Linked DNA regions of Astyanax mexicanus: region 2 is linked to region 1. A link is a contact called in public Hi-C data. All regions are on one chromosome and are shown on one strand. The core of a region is the stretch at or near the end of the contact, and the rest is flanking DNA. Distances in the headings are between cores, read along the strand shown. Region 1 holds the start of hcfc1b (host cell factor C1b). Region 2 holds the start of tfe3a (transcription factor binding to IGHM enhancer 3a).

Evidence for each region. A called contact is a pair of places that touch in the nucleus more often than the background predicts.
Region 2: a contact with region 1 is called in a Hi-C map of muscle, with 4 times the contacts expected there. The contact joins the promoter of tfe3a here to the promoter of hcfc1b in region 1. A contact is called at or near these places in 2 of 3 Hi-C or Micro-C datasets (both in muscle).

The regions. Positions count from the first base shown.
Region 1 is chr12:4,099,523-4,106,006 of AstMex3_surface, forward strand. hcfc1b (host cell factor C1b) reads right to left here and starts at 3,398. Exons shown (of 28, transcript XM_022670864.2): 1 at 3,222-3,398. irak1 (interleukin-1 receptor-associated kinase 1) reads right to left here. Exons shown (of 14, transcript XM_022670861.2): 14 at 4,609-6,484.
Region 2 is chr12:4,233,118-4,239,784 of AstMex3_surface, forward strand. tfe3a (transcription factor binding to IGHM enhancer 3a) reads left to right here and starts at 1,469. Exons shown (of 10, transcript XM_007245831.4): 1 at 1,469-2,146. The coding sequence starts at 1,977.

The DNA.
Region 1 (6,484 bases), core at 2,148-4,647:
AGTTAGCTATTAGTTATCTAGCTTATCATACAAATCTACACAACAGACACGATCGGTCTATTTTGCTAGCTTAGCTAACCTAGCCAACTAAGCTAGCTGTAAAATCAGGCTTTTCTTTTTCTTCTTTCACACTAGCAGCAGACGGGCTGGCAGGCTAGCTTTAGCTAAGCTAACAAATTAGCACGCTAAGCTAGCAAACAGCAGCAGCTAACCACAATAGACTATAACCTAGCTAATTAGGTCGACCGGGTACCTAATAATCGTGGCAGAAGTCGTCGTGCAAACGCAGAAAAAAGACCTAGTCCATTATAAAATATCCTATTCAGCTTTCGAAAAAGTTCCGAGCTGCCCGTTTTAGCCAGCTAGATGTCCAAAAAAGTGCAGCTAGCCGGCTAGGTAAAAGAGTCCGCCATTTTAGCGCGTACAGAAATAACAACGCCGGTAAAAAATCAGGCTTTTCGCTGGAAATCCTCTGAAATAATCAGTTCCTCGATTCGCAAGGCAGGTCGATTCCCTTTCCCCTGCTTTACACCGACAGCAAAAGCAAGAGAAACAGTCCAGATCGTGCGTTAAAACAACAGATTCAAGAGACACAGAAGCAGCGCTGCGAGTCGCCGACTGCCGCCATCTCGTAGCCTCCGCTAAACAGAAGTAGCCTAGCGGGCTAAGCGGCTAACGCTAGCGGGAGCTAACGTCAGAGCGAAAATGGGCGGCGGGCTCCAATCCGAGAACAGCAGCAGCAGCGGGGAAATCCAGCTCCGGGTTTTACACATCCACTCCGGGCTTTAGTTCATTTACACAACTAAAACCGCACACAAATATTACCGTATAGGAGCTCCTTAAAACTGATCAACTTTATTTTCGGATCATCTCGTGCTAAATTCGAAAATAAAATAAAAACATAGCTAGGTAATTAAGGTGTAAAACCTTATTGAGTAAAAAAAGAAATGGTTTAGCAATGTTTACACATTTCTAGTTGTTTATTTCTGCCCCTCACAGTATGAATTTAAAGAAACTAAAAAAGAATGTTGATGAAAACCATCTCTTCTTTATTATACTCAAAGGACAACATGAAACAATACAGTTTCAGTAAACAAAAATAAACTGATAAACATTACACTGACCTATTTCAACCTAATAAGATGCTTCCATATTACGACCACTCAAGTCGAGATCTTAAATGATAAGCATGTGTACTAATTACAGAATTACAGTAGACGTACCTGGAATACTTTTCAAGTAAAATAATACTTACAAAAATAAAAAAAAAATATCACTAGCTTGATATCTTCAAGCAAAAGATATCCAACTGGCGTTAATCACTAGTAAAATAACATTAAAGACAGTGTAAATTCTGTGATTAAGCTACAACTTCAAGTATAACAATAACAAAAAATAATTATCGCTAGATATCTGAGGTTTTTACTAGTAAAAAAAATCCTTAAAAGAAAAAGAACAGAAAGAATATATAATTCTTTCTAAAAATTAAATGTTTACATGTTACAAAAACTATTACATTTAAGATATGTTATCCTACTTGTAGGATTAATCAATTTACATAGAAATACTATATAATCCTAAAGAAAATGTCAGAACTAAGTACTAAGTATTTAAGTATAGTTTGGTACAATTCTGCGTAACTACATAACTGATAGCATACGACTAGTAAGAGTTACATTAACTTCTGTAATGATGTCTAACAATCTAGCAACACTAATCTAAGCTATTTTATTAGTTCGTTCACTAATACCGTATATTATTCCAGAATTGCCTCGCTTTATAGCTAGACTCAGTCATAGTTATAAATGTTTCCAATTTATCTCGCTTTCAATTTTCTTGCTAATTTCAAACACATTGCAATAATGAACACCATAGCATAAATATAAAAAACAGCATTTAACTTAAGTAGAAGAATTAGCTATAAGACTTGTATATAATCTACAACATATTAAATTACTAAAGTTACCACCTAACTTTTATAGCCATCATACAAGCTCGAGATATAAACTACACATAACCCAGTTAGATTAAAAATATCTGACCTTATATAATAACAGATGTCTGACCACAATTCAAACCACAAAATACAGCTAGCTATACATTTAGCAAATTGTTTTTACATGTTGTTGTCATATTTTAGACCCAGTTTTATCCCAAGTTCTAGATGTAAATGAAACAGCTAGGTTTATTCGCTAAAATCCCGGGGTGGATTTCTACTTTCCTGGATCTGGATTTGCCACTCAATTTCCATTTTCTGCCGCCGACATTTTGTAGCTTCTGCTAACAACAACTAACCAACCGGAGCCGCTAGTGTGTGGGGAGGGATAATAAGGCAGCTAGCTTAGCTGCGGCTAAAGGCTGAGCTGGGCTAAGCTAATAGGAGATGCTGTGCTAAAAAGTCAGAATTAAAAATGGGCGGTGAGCTCAACTACACACAGACCCTTTCCATTTTTTTGTGCTGAAGCGGAAAAAATTCAATAAAACGCAACGTGGTTGAATTAAAAAAGGGCTTTTACTTTTTCGCATTTACGTATTTATTCCCATTGTTAATGTTTTAGTGTTCGTGTTCTTATTTTGTATTGTATTTTGTCGCGCAAGTAACGCATTTCTTCACTGTTTCTGCCGCTCGGGTTTCATGCCTGCGCTGTGTGGGAGCCGCCATCTCCACAAGAACCAAACAATCTCCAGACTGCGCTAGCCTGCGCGCTAACCGCCTCCCCGGGTCCGGCACTTATTCTCCACAAAGCATGGCGTTAGACTAATTTAACTAAATGAAATTTGCGCGTTTTCTGCATCTTAAAGCGCATACTGGCCGGACTGGCCGCGGCTGATTACATTAAGCACCGAAATTTAATGAATTTACCCCGGGTAGCTAGCTACAGGCTAGCAACTACGCTAAGCTAGCTAGTTAGCCGAACTCTGCAGGGTTTGTGGTGCGACAGCCAGCGGGGCTGAACAGCTAGCCCCGTAAAACCGACCAAAAACAAGCAGCGCGACAGAGAAACGCCACGGATTTTAATTTCAGTGCCTTTTATTAACTCTTATCATGGAAAGTGGCAGTACTGGGATTTCCCAATTCCCCTCAAAATGATCGTTTTGCCCCCTGACTTCTCGCTTAGCTTCCCTCACTAAAAATGGCGGCCGCACCGTTAGCCGTCATCAGAAACGCTGCAAACTAAAACCCCGGCGCCAGCGATCACCCCGAATCGCGGGATACTTACTCGGTCAGAGCTGCTATTTTAAAAAGAAACAATCGAGGGAGAGACTCAGTAAACGAATTCAACCCCGAGCACGTCTTTTTTCCTGCAGATATTGCTAACTCTACATCCTTTCATGCCGCCCAGGAAGCCGCCATCTTCTTAACAGCCCCTCGGTAATTAACTGCCCCTGCTTCTGTTGCCCTCAGCCCCTAGTGCAGATGGCGAAACACTGCCGCTGCCTCTACTGCTGCTGCTGGATCAGTAAAACAAATCTTTATCACTTTAATGTTCCTAATATATGAAGCTAAACTAGAAAAATAGATGTAAAACTTTGTGTTTTTTCCACATTTAGTCAGTATAATAAAGGAGAAATGGGGTTTCATCCGTTTTTCCAGTCTGTCCCCATAATCAAAATTTTAGGAAAAAATCTGACAAAAACATTTAACCTGCTTTTTTCATAAAAGATATTTTAATTAAAAATCAGATAATCGAGATTTGTTTTATATATTAATATGTAAAAATGTCTAATTTACAAATATTGAATTATCTATAATTAAATATTTTGTTTGTTTTTATAAAAATTGAATAGAAAACTATAAAAATAATAGAAAAACATGTTTTCTTTACTATACTTAAGGGGGGGAGGGTGTTTCAGAAAATAATCTGATTTTTCCATACATTTTTCATACAATAAAGTAGTAAGTAAGTAAATCTATATAATAAAAAATGTATATTTTTTATAATTGAATATTCTGTTTGTGAAATACATTAATAAAAACAACTAGAAAACTGTAAAAATAGATGAAACCCATTTTTACTTCACTATACCAAATATGGAAACATGAAAAAAAAAAACTTTTGAGATTTTTTTTTCCCATTTAGCCAATACAATAAAGGAGAAATGGAGAAAGGAGAAAATTTCAGGCTTTTCATTTCTGCCCCTCGTAATCAGAATTTCAGTAAAAATAATCAGATTTTTCCATCTATTAACAAAATGATGGTATAACATTCAAGCTTTCATACAAGCTAATAATAGAAAAATAGTTTTATATTAATTTGTAAAAATGTATAATATTTTTATAAGTAAATATTCTGAAATACAAAATAGAAAACTGTAAAAATAGATGAAAACCATTTTCATCTATTTTATTTGATCTATTTTTAAATCAAACAAATCTGAGAATTTAACTGCAAAATGTTACACTGGCCATCTACTGGTCAGTTTAAAGTTTATCAGTTTATTTTCACACATTTTCTGTTTTTCAGAAAACATATAAAAGTGTAAAATAGATATAAACCTTTAAGATAATTTACCATAACACAGCAGATGAACAGCAAAACTGCAACAAGAAATTTCAAATCCAGGTTTTCCACACAGTACAATTGACCAAGCTTCAGCACACAGGACAACAGTTTCAATAAGTAATAACCATTTATTAAACATGAAGTACCTTGTGTAGTACATAAATACTGCAAAGTAATTAGTAATAATGTTGTACCTAAAGTATTTACATATTCAGCGCATAGTAATTTCAGTGCTGTTGTATAAATACAGGGTGAGACAAACGCTGCTGGACCTTGTCCCTTTCGTTTCTGAAATTAATGAATGTCCTACAAATTTTGACTCACCCTGTACACAAAAGAAAGTCAGATTTAGGGAAAAAATAAATCTGAGTTAAACATGAATAACTTGTTTAGAATGTGCTTGTCGAATTCATGATCTAGGTAAATCATGAAGTCCATGTTTATGATGGGAGGCATTTTGAATATAATATAAACTGCAAAAGTGTAAACTAATATTAAAAAATTAACACAGCTAGATTTTAATTACAGATTCATCAGTCACCAATCAGTGAATGTATATACTATTAACCTCGACTTGTGTACATGTTAACCTTAAAACAGTCAGAAAATATTTAAAATGTAATGCAATGCTGTCCTTGTAATCTGAGACATAATCTGAATCTGAAAGTAGCTCTTTATATTGCATCAGTTTCATGATAAATGGACCAATTTCTAATCTCCAAAATTACTTGGAATGAAATCTTTTTACATTGCCTTGCATTAAAAGTTAAGATTTTTTTCCCCTTTTACTGTAAAGAGATATTAGCTATATACATTGATCAAGCATAAGATTATAACCGCCTTTTTCTGTTTGTTTCTATAGCAGCACTTTGTAGTTTTGTAATTAGAGACTGTAGTTCTTCTGTTTCCTTGCATCCTCAGGTTCACGGTCCAATACACTACCGCTGCCCCGGCTAGTGAATTGGGACACGGCTGGGGCCAAAAAAAATCCTTTTAAGGAGATCGGGAGAACAAGAACGGGCGGTAACTAAAGTCATGCCGAGCACGACAGAGAGAGACAGGGGAGGAATGTAAACAAAAGCTCACCAGAGAAGCATTTTATTATTATTATTTTTCCTTTATCGTTCAATTATAGTTCAAAGGACCTCATGGGCAAGAGGTGTCATGCCTGCAGACCACATCTCTCTGCTTATTGCCAACCCCTGTTGTAGATAAAGTAAAGTCAGAGAGAGAATCTCTGAATCTGTTGCTGCACAGTGTGTGTTGGTTATTGTATGGTCCTTCATTAGCGGTTAGAGGATGCTGCCCACAGGATGCTGCCCATGTTTTTTACCTTCAACTTCTATGCCTTTTATTGCTAAATGCACATTATTTGTTAGTCACTTTGGATAAAAGCGTTTGCCTAATGTAATGTAACGTAATGCAACATGCTCAGCGGAGCTGAAGAATCGATAATGTAGAAATAAGGAGGTGGTCATAATGTTATGTTTGGTGCAATTGTTGCAATATGAAAGTCACAGTATAAACAATACCTTCCAACAATACAATACAATACAATAATACATAAATTTCTTCTGCACATCGCAGTCGAAAAGAAAACAAACACACTTAGTGATGCAGGCCAGCCTGATCCATAGCAGTGGAGTTTTTCTTAAAGAATAAAGGAATGGTATCGTGTATAATGTACAGGAAGAAATAAAGACATCCCATAGTTGTTTTCAGCTCCAGTAACAGTGACTTGCAAATCTCAGCTGACTAAGCAGTTAACATGGCCTCACTCATCTTCCACCAAAACAATATAATGGACTTTTGTACCAAAACAGATACAGGTACCATATTATGCCACATACTTCAGTCGGTCCAATAAATTATACACTCTGTGCTTCAGTAGTAAACAACAGTGGCCAAACTCAAACTATCAAACAAAACTTTCAGCTGGTCACCATTTGGCCTTGAGAACTTTGATGCTGGGAAACCTG
Region 2 (6,667 bases), core at 219-2,718, 130 kb after region 1:
AAGCCGCGCTGGTCATCATCCTATTGGCGCGGACAGAATAAGCCCCGCCCAGGCTGAACGACTATTGGATAACTCCGCTGTCAGGCAACCTCGGGTGATCAGACGTCTCTAGGTAACAACGTCACGTCGGGGGTTTTCCCACTCCGGCGCTGAGCTCAGGCCACAGATAGTTTATGGCGAGACTGCCCACTATCCCGTAATCTAACCTGTTATATCAGCACGAGACTGAGAACCGCTAGAGAGAGCCCGCGAGCGAGTCCTCAATAAATGAGAGTAAATGGAGTTAAAGGGCAGTTGGGGTTGGATCTTTGCCTGCCGGGAGACGGGCGGCAGTGGTGGGTCTGCAGTGCCAGGCACGTACCCGGCAGTACTAAAAACTGACAGCTGGGCTAAAAACTCAAAATTACAATATAATACATTTATCTGGGATATTTCTTTAATTTTAGAAAGTAGATTAGAAAGTATTAAGCTATTAAATCCAATATACGGAGCCCCTAAGGTGACATTATGTAAAAATAAATAAATAAATAAATATATGTATATATATATATATATATACATATATTAATAATGCATGCCCACAACTAAATAAGGCGTTGGAATGAGATCCTAAGGCGTGGAAATGAGATGATTAAGGCATGGCCACAAATAATTAAGGCGCGGGAAGGAGATCCTAAGGTGTGGGAATGAGATAATTAAGGCATGGCCACAACTTATTAAGGTCTTCAGTAGGTACATCATATTTAACACAGTACTTAAGTAGAGTAGCTAGTGAAGTAGTTCTACTTCAATCGTCAAGTGAAAAACATCAACATTGTGTTCAAGAATCCTTGAATACTACTATACTATTATACTGTACACCTCTGGTTTTAAAAGGTGTATAACTCCATGTAGCTTGCCATCAGCTGCCAGAGCTCCAAGAGAGCACAGTTTTGGTCACAGCTTTGGTCTCTCTGGGTGGGTACAGTAGATGGCGCTCTTTCCCCTCATCACTCCTAGGGTGATGTCAATCAGCACAAGGCTGCGTCTGTGAGCTGATGTATCAGAACCGAGTCGCTGCGCTTTCCTCCGAGTGTGCTGTGATGCTACTTGGCAGTTGGAAAAGAGGCGGGGTTTCTGACTTCACATACGTATGTGCTGGTCTTTTCCCTCCTTGTATTGTGGCATCACAAGTGATGTGGATATGCAGCTGAGTAGGGAAAGTTGGCCTAGCAAAATTGGGATAAAAAATTATTTATAAACTTTAAAATGATGCCTGCCGTACTGAAAGATTTTGATATTGCTCTGTGTTGATAAAATTAGTAATATTTGTATTGTTTAATTTATAAAATATACACTGTATGAACTCATTCATTTTTTCTGACTACTCGTGAGTGCCCTCTGCTGATTGGACGAACAGAACTGAAGACGTTGATATGTGGGTGTTCTCCTCTGTAGAGACTCTGTGGCTCTCCATCCCCTGCGCGGACCTCAGGCTGGAGCTGAGTAACGGGTGCAGGGCACGAGCTGTTCGGACGGACTGCGGGGGCTTTAGTGCGCTAGTTTATCGGTGTTTTAGCGGGTAAATAGAGCGAAATCGGCTGTCAGTGCGAGATAAACTACTTACACAGACTGTAGGCGCGTGTTTTAGCTTGTAGATGCATAGCTGATGACAGATATCGACCTGTTATTTCTCTTTTTTTAATTGTCTTGTCTTGTTTTACCGGGGCGTGATTCATACAAACAATCTGTTTACTCAGTTTTAGCTACGTACTACTAACAGACTAAAAACAATTAAAACTCTCTGTTTAAGCGCTTTTATTTAGTTAGACAGTTATAAAAGGCTGTATAACTCGCGTGTATATTGAGTAAGGTCAGTATCAGTGTGCAGGGAGAGTTTTATATGAGCTGTATTGGGATTATTTTTGTAGTTAGTGTTCTGGAGGCAGCAGCAGTAGTAGTATTAGTAGTAAGAGGAGGCTCCGCTGTGTTTAGAGATGTCTAGCCTGTCTGTGGCAGCAGGGCAGGAGCAGGGGGAAGGACAGGGGTATCTCCAGGCTCCAGCAGCGCAGAAGAGCATCAGTCAGGTCGTGGTTCCCGGGCAGCAGCAGCCCCAGACCGTGTTCGTGATTTTGGATTCCTCCGCTGAGTCTCTGAATCTCATCAGGTGAGTCTCTGAGTGTATCATCTATCTGTCTGTACCATCTCTATACCCACTATACCCACATCCTGCATGCTGCTGCATGTTGTTGATTGTTGATTTTATATATTTTTTCTATTTAACGTTTTATTTGGTTTCAAAGTAATTGCAATATACAGGAAAATCGTACATTAATTAATTTTCCCAAACTGATTTTATCATTTTTTTATCAAATTCCTGAACCATCCCTTTAATAGCAAATAACATTAAATAAAACATTAATGCATATATTTTAAAAGAAAACTCCAGTGTGAAATCGACTTGGGATGTAAAGTTAATAAAATATTCTCAAATATAAAGGATAGGTTGAGTTTTTGGTGTGTTGTTTCCGTGATTTGAAAGTGAAACTAATGTCAGTGAGTCAGTAGCTTTATCTGGTCTAGTGTTAAAGACAGTGAACAGCTGGTGTGCATGGATACTGCTGAACATGTTCCAGTCTGGTTATATTCTGTTGTTAGTAACTAAAAGTGAAAATAATACTGCAGTAGATACAGATACAGAATTTTAGTACTTCTACTTCGTTATTGTATTATACATCTCTGGTTTTACATCTCAGGTGAGTCTCTGGGTGAAGCCATTTGTGTTTCATCTATCTGTCTGTATCATCTCTATACTCACATACTGCATGCTGCCAGATGTTGTTGATTGCTGATTTTATACTTTTAAATCCTAAACCATCTCTTTGATAGCAAATAACATTAAATAAAACATGAAAAACTTTTTGGATGCATATTTTAAAGGAAAACTCCATTGTGAAATGGACTTGGGATGTAATCATTTGAGAGTGAAACTAGTGTCAGTGAGTCAGTAGCTTTATCCGTTCTAGTGTTAAAGACAGTGACCAGCTGGTGTGAATGAATATGCTGAACATGTTCCAGTCTGGTTATATTCTGTTGTTAGTAACTAGAAGTAATAATAATACTCCAGTAGATACAGATACAGCATTGTAGTACGTCTACTTTGTTACTATACTATACATCTCTGGTTTTACATCTCAGGTGAGTCACTTTGTGAAGCCACTTGTGTATCATCTGTCTCTCTCATCTCTACACCCACATCCTGCATGCTGCTGCATGTTTTTGATTGTTGTTGGTTGCTGATTTTATCATTTTAAATCCTAAACTATCCTCTGATAGCAAAGAACATTAAACAAAACATTTTTATTGCATATTTTAAACAATAAACATGGTGTGACATGTGATACAGGGATATAAAGTTAATCAAATATTGTCAAATATAAAGGATAGGTTGAGTTTTTGGTGTGTTGTTTCCGTGATTTGAAAGTGAATCTAATGTCAGTGAGTCAGTAGCTTTATCTGGTCTAGTGTTAAAGACAGTGAACAGCTGGTGTGCATGGACACTGCTGAACATGTTCCAGTCTGGTTTTATTCTACTGTCAGTACCTAGAAGTAAAAATAATACTTCAGTAGATACAGATATAGCATTTTAGTACTTCTACTTCATTTCTCAACATTAAATGTTATATAACTCAACATATGAGTGCTATATAAAAAATTCCTTCTGTAAAAGCATTTAGGATGTAGATACAGGTAAGATTAAAAAAATGTCAGCATTTAATGATGTGTTTTAGTTAATTAATTTCATACATTTGTGTTGGAACCTCACCCTTATTCTCTCATGATGCTTGTAAGTCATAATGTGCTTTTTCATAAACTACAGCTCTTCATTATCTCACACTTCTGTCCAGCTATTCTTGTTGTTCTGCTTTTATGTGTGTGTTATCTGGTGTCGTACAGAGGAGGATGAGTTCCTTTTTTGAATCTTGGTTCCTCTCTTAGTTTCTTATTTCATATATGAGTAATTTCTTTCTGCCACTAAAGCACTGTCTCGGAAACTCTAATCTGTGTTAAATATGATGCACTTAGCCTTAAAGGGTTAATGCTCACTAGCCTAATAAGAAGCTGTGAGATAAGAAACATCAGAATGCAGCTTGAAATCGCTCTATTTACACAGGCTGGGGGATTGTGGGAGACTTTGTTTGCAGACATGATGATACTCGGTTTTCTTCTCTGGTGATCTGTTGATTTGCTCTGGAACAAAAAGACTGGAAGGCTCTGTTTAGCCTGTTGAAGATAACTCAGCACTTTATTGTGTGCTGCTTGCAACACAGTTCAACAAGTGTCACTGTTTCAGAACTCGCTGTTGCTAAATCACGCAAAACATCTTCATTTTTTCATTTGGATTTGAGCTTTATACATGTTTTTGGAATACACTTTTGGGCAGTTTCCCAGGCAGGAATTGAGCCTGGAATCCTAATGATTAAGTTTGTAAGACTAGGCCTAATGGGAAACCTTATATGTTTAAATTAAAAAAAAAAAAAAAAAAAAAAAAAAAAAAAAAAAAATATATATATATATATATATATATATATATATATGTTTGTGGACACATAATGATTGCATGCAGCTACTTTATGTGTTACCCACATTGCTGACACACAAACACAGCTTGTCTACTCTCTGTAGATAAGTATTCCAATTGAATAGGACTCTGATCTGGGGCAGATATACATGATCCTATTGGCACCATGCCATACAAAAAAAGTGATGTAAATCTGTAAATCATCTAACATCCTGACCTGACCAACATTCTTATCGCTAAAGACAATTAAATCCTCCACAGCAATTCTTCTACTGCTGTATCCAGTATCTAGAAGGTCTTCCCTGGATTGCAGAGTACTGAGATTTGTGAATGGAATCAGGGGTGAAAAATAATGCATTTTATTTACAGTCCAAAACTAAATAGTAATTTAGGTTTTGTACATAATTTAGTAATTGTTGTGCGACATTTTCGTATACAGCATATTCAGGTCTAAATCACTAAATCACTTTCAGATGTTTGCTCTGGCCTTAGGCTGTTTTTAAGGCCTTGACATTCATGCTGTTAATTTAGCGACTACTCATCTGAGCGAGAGGAGAGAACAGAAAAAGGATGCCTTATCAAAAGTAACAAATCTGCCAAAATACACAAAAGAAACCACAATGGCAATATCTATTAACATCATATTAATTCATCTTACGATAAGTTTATGTAATTATCACGACAGGCCAAGCAGATAGTCAGGTTCAAAATTATTGATTCATTTTGTTGACAGTAGAATCAAAGATTTTAACAGAGGGAGTGTCTGCAATGATAAACAATATATTTTCAGACAATAAATATTCAAAAGCACTCAAAATAGGAGTGCTATGTAAACAATCCCCTCTGTAAAAGCATGTAGAATGCAGATATAGGTAAAATCTATCATAAATATTTTTATAATTTAATATAATAGCCATAGGTCTTCATTACTTTACTATATACGCCGTCAGTAAATTTTACGGGTGTAAAAAATATAGATGTAGTATTGTAGTATCACAAGTTATGTAGAAAACAAGTTATAAGTAAACAAAACTGTAATTCTTAAAAAAAAACATTTACTCTCAAAGTTATTTTAGCGCGGTTAGCAGCTAATGCTAATACTGCTCTAGCCTTTGTGCTGAAGAAACTTCACTGAAAACTCACCCTGTATAACTCTGTACTTCAGCAGAGTGGCTTTACTGCTCCTTAATACCTGACTGGTAGAGTTACATAAACTGAACTGGATTATAAGGCACACTTATAATTAAGTAAGGATTTTAAGTGTGCATTACAGTGCCAAAAATATGGTCTATCGCTATATATTGAGCTGAATAGAATCACCAGTCCTGTATTGTGATATGTATAGTGTTTCCGATTTCTTGCTAAAAACTTGCCTATTCTCAGGTATCTGGCAGTACATTTAAAGCGCATTCATAGCTATTCAAATCCAAATCAAGCAAATCACCTTCTTTTGTTTGCTCAGGTCTAAAGCTGCTTTCTAAGCTCAGCCGTCCACATACAGTCAGGGAACAGTTATATTTATATACGGTGAGCAAACCATTGACTTTTAGTAGTTGATTACAACAGACAGCCTGTCACACTGTCTCATCTGACTTCACTCAGCTTTGCTGCTCTCAGCAGCACTGTCACCTCTTTCGTTTTATGTCTGTGGTCTTCTGTATGACCTCCTCTAGAGCTCAGTGAGCAGAGTGCAGAAATAAGCTCTTTGTCATTGCAGGAAAAACGGGAACCGGGTTTATACAAAGAGCTGATTTTGCCTTTCCCTATCCTCACCAGAATGAATGGGAGGAACTGATCCTGGATCTGAACTCTCGCTCTGAGGAGCGTAAGGATCCCGGCACACAAGAGCAGGCTTGTTTGTGTTAGCTGCCAGTACATATAATTCAGAAAATTACAGACCACAGTTGTTTAGCCAACAAATCTGTGGTGGTAAATCTCTAAATTGCTGCCAGATTCTGTCCCAGGCCTGATTCTCTTCAGAGCTCGTTTGCTCATCCTTGTGGATAAACACGATAAGCGGGTTATTGGCGAGGTATGGGAACAGAAATGTGTGTGAAATTAACGGTTGTTTATTTGTGTTTTATAAACACAACAGCCTAGATAACA